Linked DNA regions of Mus musculus: region 1 is linked to region 2. Evidence: chromatin contacts called from public promoter capture Hi-C data. All regions are on one chromosome and are shown on one strand. Each heading gives the region's core, a stretch centred on a gene start, on an enhancer-like site or on the middle of the called end of the contact. The rest is flanking DNA. Distances are from core to core; before and after follow the strand shown. Region 1 has its middle 13 kb from the start of Gm34722. Region 2 overlaps Kctd10 (potassium channel tetramerisation domain containing 10).

Region 1 (3,302 bases), core at 728-3,227, 97 kb after region 2:
TTGCCTTCTCTGGATCTCTGTCTCCTTATCCATAGAAACTGTGTCTTTTCACTGTTAAGACCTTGGTCCTCCTGTCTTCTTTACCCCTCCCACTGATAGATATCCTTCGAATTCCCCGTACTCAAGAGTTGATCTGCCGTTATCTCACGGACCAGCAGCCCCTGCCGGTCATAGGACTTTAACCAAGCCACCTCCTTGTTGGTGCTGTTGGCTCCTCTGCCCATCTCACCTGTGGCCGGAACATCCAGGAAGCAGGACTGCTACTGTTCCTACAGCGGGGAACTGAGGCTCAGAGAGGTCACCTGAGAGCTCTCAGGTCTGCAGATCCAGGCTTCAAACCTGGCGACAGAGGAGGCCGAAGCCAGGGAGACTTCACCCTTCATTCTCTGATTTGGAGAGGAAGTCTGGGTTCAAGGAAGAGAGGCAGAAAGAGCTGCCTTTCTGCTCTTCTAGGTGGCTGGCAGCAGGGCAGGCCTGGCTGTGTTGAGCTGGACACTGCGCCCCAACCACAGTGCCTGCGCACCAGATCGCCCGGGCTCTGGGAGTTAGAGGACTTGACCTTGGAGGAAGCGGCTTCCTGGGCCTGTGCACCTGCCATCTGTTGCCAAGACAACACATCTGTTCCACGCCCCCTGTGACCCCACAGGGTGGGGGTGGGGTGCTTCAGCACATGGGCTGGCCTGTCCTTGGCAGCCCTCACACCTGGCCCTCTAGGTTGGGGTCGCCAGCCACCTGCCTTGTCAAAGAGGAGAGTCCACCAAGACTCTCCAACAGAGCCACAAGGATCCACACTGTAGATGGAGACACTGAGGCACAGAGCTGGGAAGTGCCCCGCCCCTGCCGCCCCCCCTCCGCCCCCGCCCTAGACACAGTATGTTTGCAATAAGCTGGGATGTGAGCCCAGGCTTCCTAAAGGACTGCAGACACTGGATAGAGCCCTGGCAGACCTAAGGGCTGGAGAAAAGGGCAGAGGCTAACATAGCCCTGCTTGACCGCTGAGATAATAACCTCTGCTCGGCTAGGCCTTTGTCCCTGCATAGTGACCCTCTGAGCTCTCCAGAGCCAACCCCAAGGTCTGAGGGCTCCCCAGATGCCGGAGCCACATGGCTTTTTGGGTCTGACGTATCTGAGACAGACACTAAGTTCAGGACTTCCCACCTGTCTCACAAAGAGCTCTTCAGAGAGCGATGTTCAGAGAGCTGCTTTCTGTGCCGCCCCATGGCACAAGAGAGTGGCGTGCCTTCCATGGGCGCTGGTCTCCTTACTGTTTCTGAGGCTGTGGTGTCCAGTCCTGTGGCCTGGCCTTGGTTTTCATAGCTTCTGGCACCCCTGAGAAGTCCCTGCTCTTATGCCTCACCCTTACCAACCTCCAGCCCAGCTGGGGCAGGGTTGTAACGGGCACTGCCTGGGCCTAGCCCCAGCCAGCTGCTGCCCTGGAGGAGGGGTAGAGCTGTTCAAGCCTTTCTGTTAGGTCAGGTGCAGATATGGAACTCGGGCCCTCAGCTCTGGCCCCAGCCCTCTATTTAGTTTATCTGTCTGTCTGTCTGTCTATCTATCTATCTATCTATCTATCTATCTATCTATCTATCTATCTATGTCTCATATATATTATACAGGGTTCCATATAGCCCAGGCTGACCTCCAGTTCACCACATAGCTGCGGATGACCTTGAACTTCCCATCTTTCTGCCTCCATCCTCCAAATGCTGCGATTACAGACATCCACCACCATTCCTGTCACATCTGGTTTGAAAATGAGATTCCAAAAAACTGGCTGTTATGGTACATTTCCGTTTTTAAAATACTAAGAAAGAATGAAAAACCAATTTAAGAAAAGATAAAAAAATTTTTTTAAAGACCAGGCCAAAGCTCTCTGTGAGCTGAAAGGTCCCCAGGGTGAGTCCTCCTTGGGAGAGGAGCCCTAGGGAGGACTCTGGGGGCCTGGGGTGGGAGGACTGCCCTGTGGAATCTGATTACCCAGGCGCGGTGAAATGGCAGGCCAGCAGGGCGCCAGCGGTTGGAACCGAGCTTGCTCTGTCCCCGGGAGGCACAGATTTTTTTTTTTTTTTTTTTTATCATTGTCAGTATTGGCTTCTTTCTGCTCTGATGAATAGATTGTAAAGAGGCAGTGACATTATTTGAGATAACAGACGAAGCAGAGAAAGGGTCAGCGCGCGCGAGAGAGAGAGAGAGAGAAAAAAAAACGGCAGAGCCAGCAGAGAAAGGGGCGGGGCATCCTGGCTTGGGCCCCCCCCCCACCGACCCCATCGACACCCCACCCCGCCCCCAGCCTGGCTCCCTGCCTGGGGGAGGTGGGGGGGGGAGGCTGGAATGAGGCCTCACTGGCCACGGAGCCCCAGCCAGCTGCGCCAGGCCACTGCACGCTCCCGTCCCTCCTCCCAGGCCCCGCCCCCCATTCTGCCTTTTCAATTCCATTCAATTAGGCCTCCCCGCTCGGAAGCTTGTCTCCTCTGATATCCAGCTTAACTGACAGGGGATTAGAGCTGTTTGTATTACACACAGAGCCACTGCCGCCAGGGCCCAGGGACCTGGTTATTTATGGAGCAGCTAGGGTACTGTCCCCCTGGGACCTGCTTTCTCTCAAGGAGCGCTGAGGGGCCCTGTTTTCCACCGCCCTCCTTCCCCATCTTGCAGCCCGGACAGTGGACAAGAAAAAAAAAGGCTCAGATGGACTCGGGCTCAAAGCTCAGCTCTCCCATGAGCTGGCTGAGAGACACTGGGCAAACTGTGCCTTCTGAGTCTCCAACCATTCTTCATCTTTATTTTGGTTCTTTTTTGAGGGGGCTACCACCTTGTGGACCCTACCCGGGACTTTTGTAACTATCCAGACATGTAGGCCTTCTATGCATCCCAGGTTGGCCTTGAATTCGTAGCAAACCCCCTGCCTCAGCTCCCAAGTGCCTGGCTGAACATGATTCTTCATCTTAGACATGGAGTTAGATGGTGAACCAGCTTACGGGGTGGCTGTGTATAGCAGGGTGTGTGGGGGTGTTTGGTCCGGTGCCTGAGCCATCATTCACTTTACCTGCTCCATGACCCCCTTGGGCCAGGCTGTCACAGTGGAGGTAGTGCAGTGTGATGGTTTGTATATTCTTGGACCAGGGAGTGGCACCATTTGGAGGTGTGGCCTTGTTGGAATAGGTGTGACCTGGTTGGAGTAGGTGTGTCACTGTGGGTGTGGGCAGAAGATCCTCACCCTAGTTGCCTGGAAGTCAGTCTTCCACTAGCAGCCTTTGGATGAAGACGTAGAACTCTCAGCTCTGCCTGTGCCATGCCTGCCT
Region 2 (3,175 bases), core at 592-3,091:
TCACTCATACACACACACACACACACACACCAACATTCCCCAGCCCCCCACAGGTACAATGCAGACACCCTCACACTCACACAGGTACACTCAAAGGTATACACAGACACCTCCACGCTCAGAGACATCATCCACACACAGACACCTCCATACTCATATACAAAGGTACACACACCCTCCCCATTCACACCACCCCACACTCAGTAAACACACACACACACACACACACCCCAAGCCTCGGCACACCTTATTTGACGTCGCTATAAGCCTCTGTTCTTCCTTGGAGGATGTGATGACGGGTACCTTGCAGAAGGGCTCGTAAGTATCTTTGTTCTGCTGGAACAAAACGTGCTTTCAGCCCAGGGGGCCCGCTAGCCAGAAAGCCAGGCAATGAGAGGGGAAAAGAAGCCACTTTGCACCACTCTGTCTGCCCCCCCAGAAGGACACACCACTCTGTCTGCCTGGGAGGACACTCAAAACTCAGCCCTCGATGCAGCAGGTGACTGCATAAAAGCTGCTCCACCCCACTGTAGTGGCAGCAGCAGATGAAAGGAGAAAGAATGAGCCCTGAAGCCCACAGTAGAGCCCAGACATCCCCGCCCGGCCCGGCCCCCAAGCAGGAGAAAGATCTGTACTCTGCAGTGAGAGACAGGGCAGAGCGTAGATGTGTTACTATTCTCAACGCCTTGCAAGTCCCCCGAGCCTGCTCAGTCCCCGATGGACAGCATCCAGCCATGCTTACAACCCAGACAGAAAAAGTCCAGGGCCTCTTTGGTTCTTTATGAGAGTGTTGCTAGGTAGCCTGGGCTGCCCTCAAAACTCGTGACCCTCCTGCCTCTGCCTTCTGAGTGCCTGAGTTCCAGGCACCACCACGCCTGGAGGACTCCTTAACATCTTCCCCCATAAGGCTTCCCTTGAAAAAGTCAGTCTATCATCCAACCATGAAGGCCCCCAAAAGACAATGGCTCCTAGTCCCACATATGCAGCATCTCCTTGGGCTGAAATAGAAGCCAAGGGCCACCCAATTCTGCATGGGAAACTTCTCAAATGACGCCTGAACAAACCAATACAGAGTAAAAACGCAAGGGGCGGCCTCTCAGGGAACAGACCGAGCACCTGAGGCAGTGTTCGGGTAGCCAAGGAGAAGGACAGCCCAACAGGAGGGGAGGATGGCTTTCAGACACAAAGGACAGGACAAGGAGGCAAGTTCTACAGTGAACCTCTCAGATCTGTAGACAGGGAGCTGAAGGGCCCATTCCCACACAGAGGTGACCCAGGATCTCTGGATACATCAGGGCAGTCTGGCTTGAGACTGGCCCTCCTATCTGTGAACCTGGGGCTTGAGTAGGGAAGGGGGTGCCTACTTGTAGGGCGGCCTGGCACTCTTCCAGCAGGCCCTGCACCAGGTAGTACTTGGCCTCGGCTAGCAGCTCCTCGATCTCCCGGCGGCTCTCAGGCAAGGGTACACCCCCGTCTCGCAGGTAGTTGAGGATTGTCCCAAAGTGCTTCCCACAGCGGTCAATGAGGATCCAGCCTGCAGTGGGCAGCAGGAAAACCAGGTCACAGGGCACTTGTCAGGGGAGATGCTTGCTGTCACTTAGGGGTAGGGGCGTGGGATTCAGCCACTGAGAATAAAGATTTCCAAGCTTTGAGAGAAACAGCCATCAATGACGCACTCAGCTGCCTGGAAGGAGCCTGCCTGTGTCCTGCCTTCAACGCACCACCAGCTCAAGCTGCTGGGGAAAGGCCAAAATCCCCCAAATCCATTACTCAAGTGACAGCCCAGAGTTTCTGTAAACGAAAAGGCGGCCTGGGACACTGGGCTCCAACTCAAGAATGCCAGGAAATGCTTGTGGGGAAGGCGCACTTTGAACAAATAAGGGCAGAGGCGCCGGCCAGCGCACACTCCATGAGGTTTCAATTAGCTTAGCATTCAGACTTGAAATATTTTGGTTGCTTTCAAAGCAGGCATCTATCCCTCACACTAAGCTCAACTGCCAGCATGGAGAACCACAGACTGCCATCAAGTGGCCTCTTGCTGCCTTGGAGCACACAGCACTGAGGAGAGCTTCCAGGGCCGCGGGGACAGCAGGACTGGCAGGGTAGCCCAAGAGGCTCTGACTCCAGGACGTCTCAGCACCTAGTACAATGGTGACAAGCAAGGGCCACTGTCTGAACCCCAGCTCTGCCACCTGCCTGCTCCATGTTCAGTGTTCCCCTAAGCTCTATCCCAAGGTCTCCTCTGCAGATGGGATGCACAGCACGGGCATACAGGTGTGGCCAGAGGCTGGCCAGAAAGCACGTAGCACAGCACTGGCCTGTAGGCAGCACACACAGTTAACTACAGGCATGTGACAGTGAGCACATCACATCATGGGTGGCGGAGGCAGCAGCAGCAGGACTGTCGGGACGCTGCAAACACCAGACCCCAGGAGTGAGTCGCTGTGGCTTTCAGGGTACTGAGGCTGCTGGGGCAGGGGGCAGGAGGCAGGGATAGGGGATCGCTGGAGCAGGAGACTACTGGCTGACTTCATATAAGCACACTGGTGTTTCCTCTCTGGGGAAGCCTGGGCGCTCACCCTCCTTCCTCTTCTCCCCTAGGAAGCCTCTCTTTACAACTGCAATGCATGCCAGCCTTCACAGTCACTCAGAGATACCTGTTACAACCCAAATTTCTGAGCCTAAGGCCTCAGGGAAGATCTGTGAGATGGAGCCTGTCCAGTGTACTGTAAGGCAGATTCCCAACACCCAGGCTGTGACAACCAAAACTACCTTTGGCCATTGCTAAATGCCCCTTAGGTCACAGACAGCAGCCACAATGCTTATCTGAGAATCGCAGACACATCAAGAAACCGCGGATGGGGCTGAAGTGCAGGCAGAGGCCTGTCTAGCAAGTGACAGTTCCCAGGCTCTGTCCCAGCCCTGGGAGGGAGGGGAGGAAGACAGGGAAGAGGAAGAGCAGAGGAGGGAAGGAAAAAGGAAGGAGGCAGAGACCTAACAAGAAAAGCCATGCATGAATGTAGAGGTACTGAAGAAAGCGGAGGTCAGTCAGTCTGGGGAAAGTTCCACGCAAACAGAGCCCACGAGGAAGCAGGACCCAGAGCACGCACGTCTACAGAGCAGCGAGGAGTCGGTGAGGAAAAGAAGAGGTTACAAACCAGATGCAGCCAGGCGG

The links. Capture Hi-C pulls out chosen DNA fragments and counts their contacts.
Region 1: a promoter capture Hi-C map of adipose tissue shows a contact between it and region 2. The contact joins two enhancer-like sites. A contact is called at or near these places in 2 of 484 Hi-C or Micro-C datasets (embryonic stem cells and extraembryonic ectoderm), 3 of 115 datasets of contacts at active chromatin or transcription factors (all in embryonic stem cells) and 3 of 9 other capture datasets (adipose tissue, liver and pancreatic islet).

The regions. Positions count from the first base shown.
Region 1 is chr5:114,465,219-114,468,520 of GRCm38.p6, forward strand. No RefSeq gene overlaps it. Among named protein-coding and RNA genes, the nearest start is that of Gm34722, 13 kb to the right of the region's middle. Within about 2 kb of position 1,978, at least 122 of the 459 cell types and tissues checked have an H3K27ac peak or open chromatin away from gene starts, as enhancers often do. A contact at or near this core is called in adipose tissue, where this site is marked.
Region 2 is chr5:114,368,695-114,371,869 of GRCm38.p6, forward strand. It overlaps Kctd10 (potassium channel tetramerisation domain containing 10), which reads right to left. Exons shown (of 7, transcript NM_026145.4): 3 at 1,365-1,534; 4 at 247-333. Among named protein-coding and RNA genes, the nearest start is that of Kctd10, 10 kb to the right of the region's middle. Within about 2 kb of position 1,842, at least 157 of the 459 cell types and tissues checked have an H3K27ac peak or open chromatin away from gene starts, as enhancers often do. A contact at or near this core is called in adipose tissue, where this site is marked.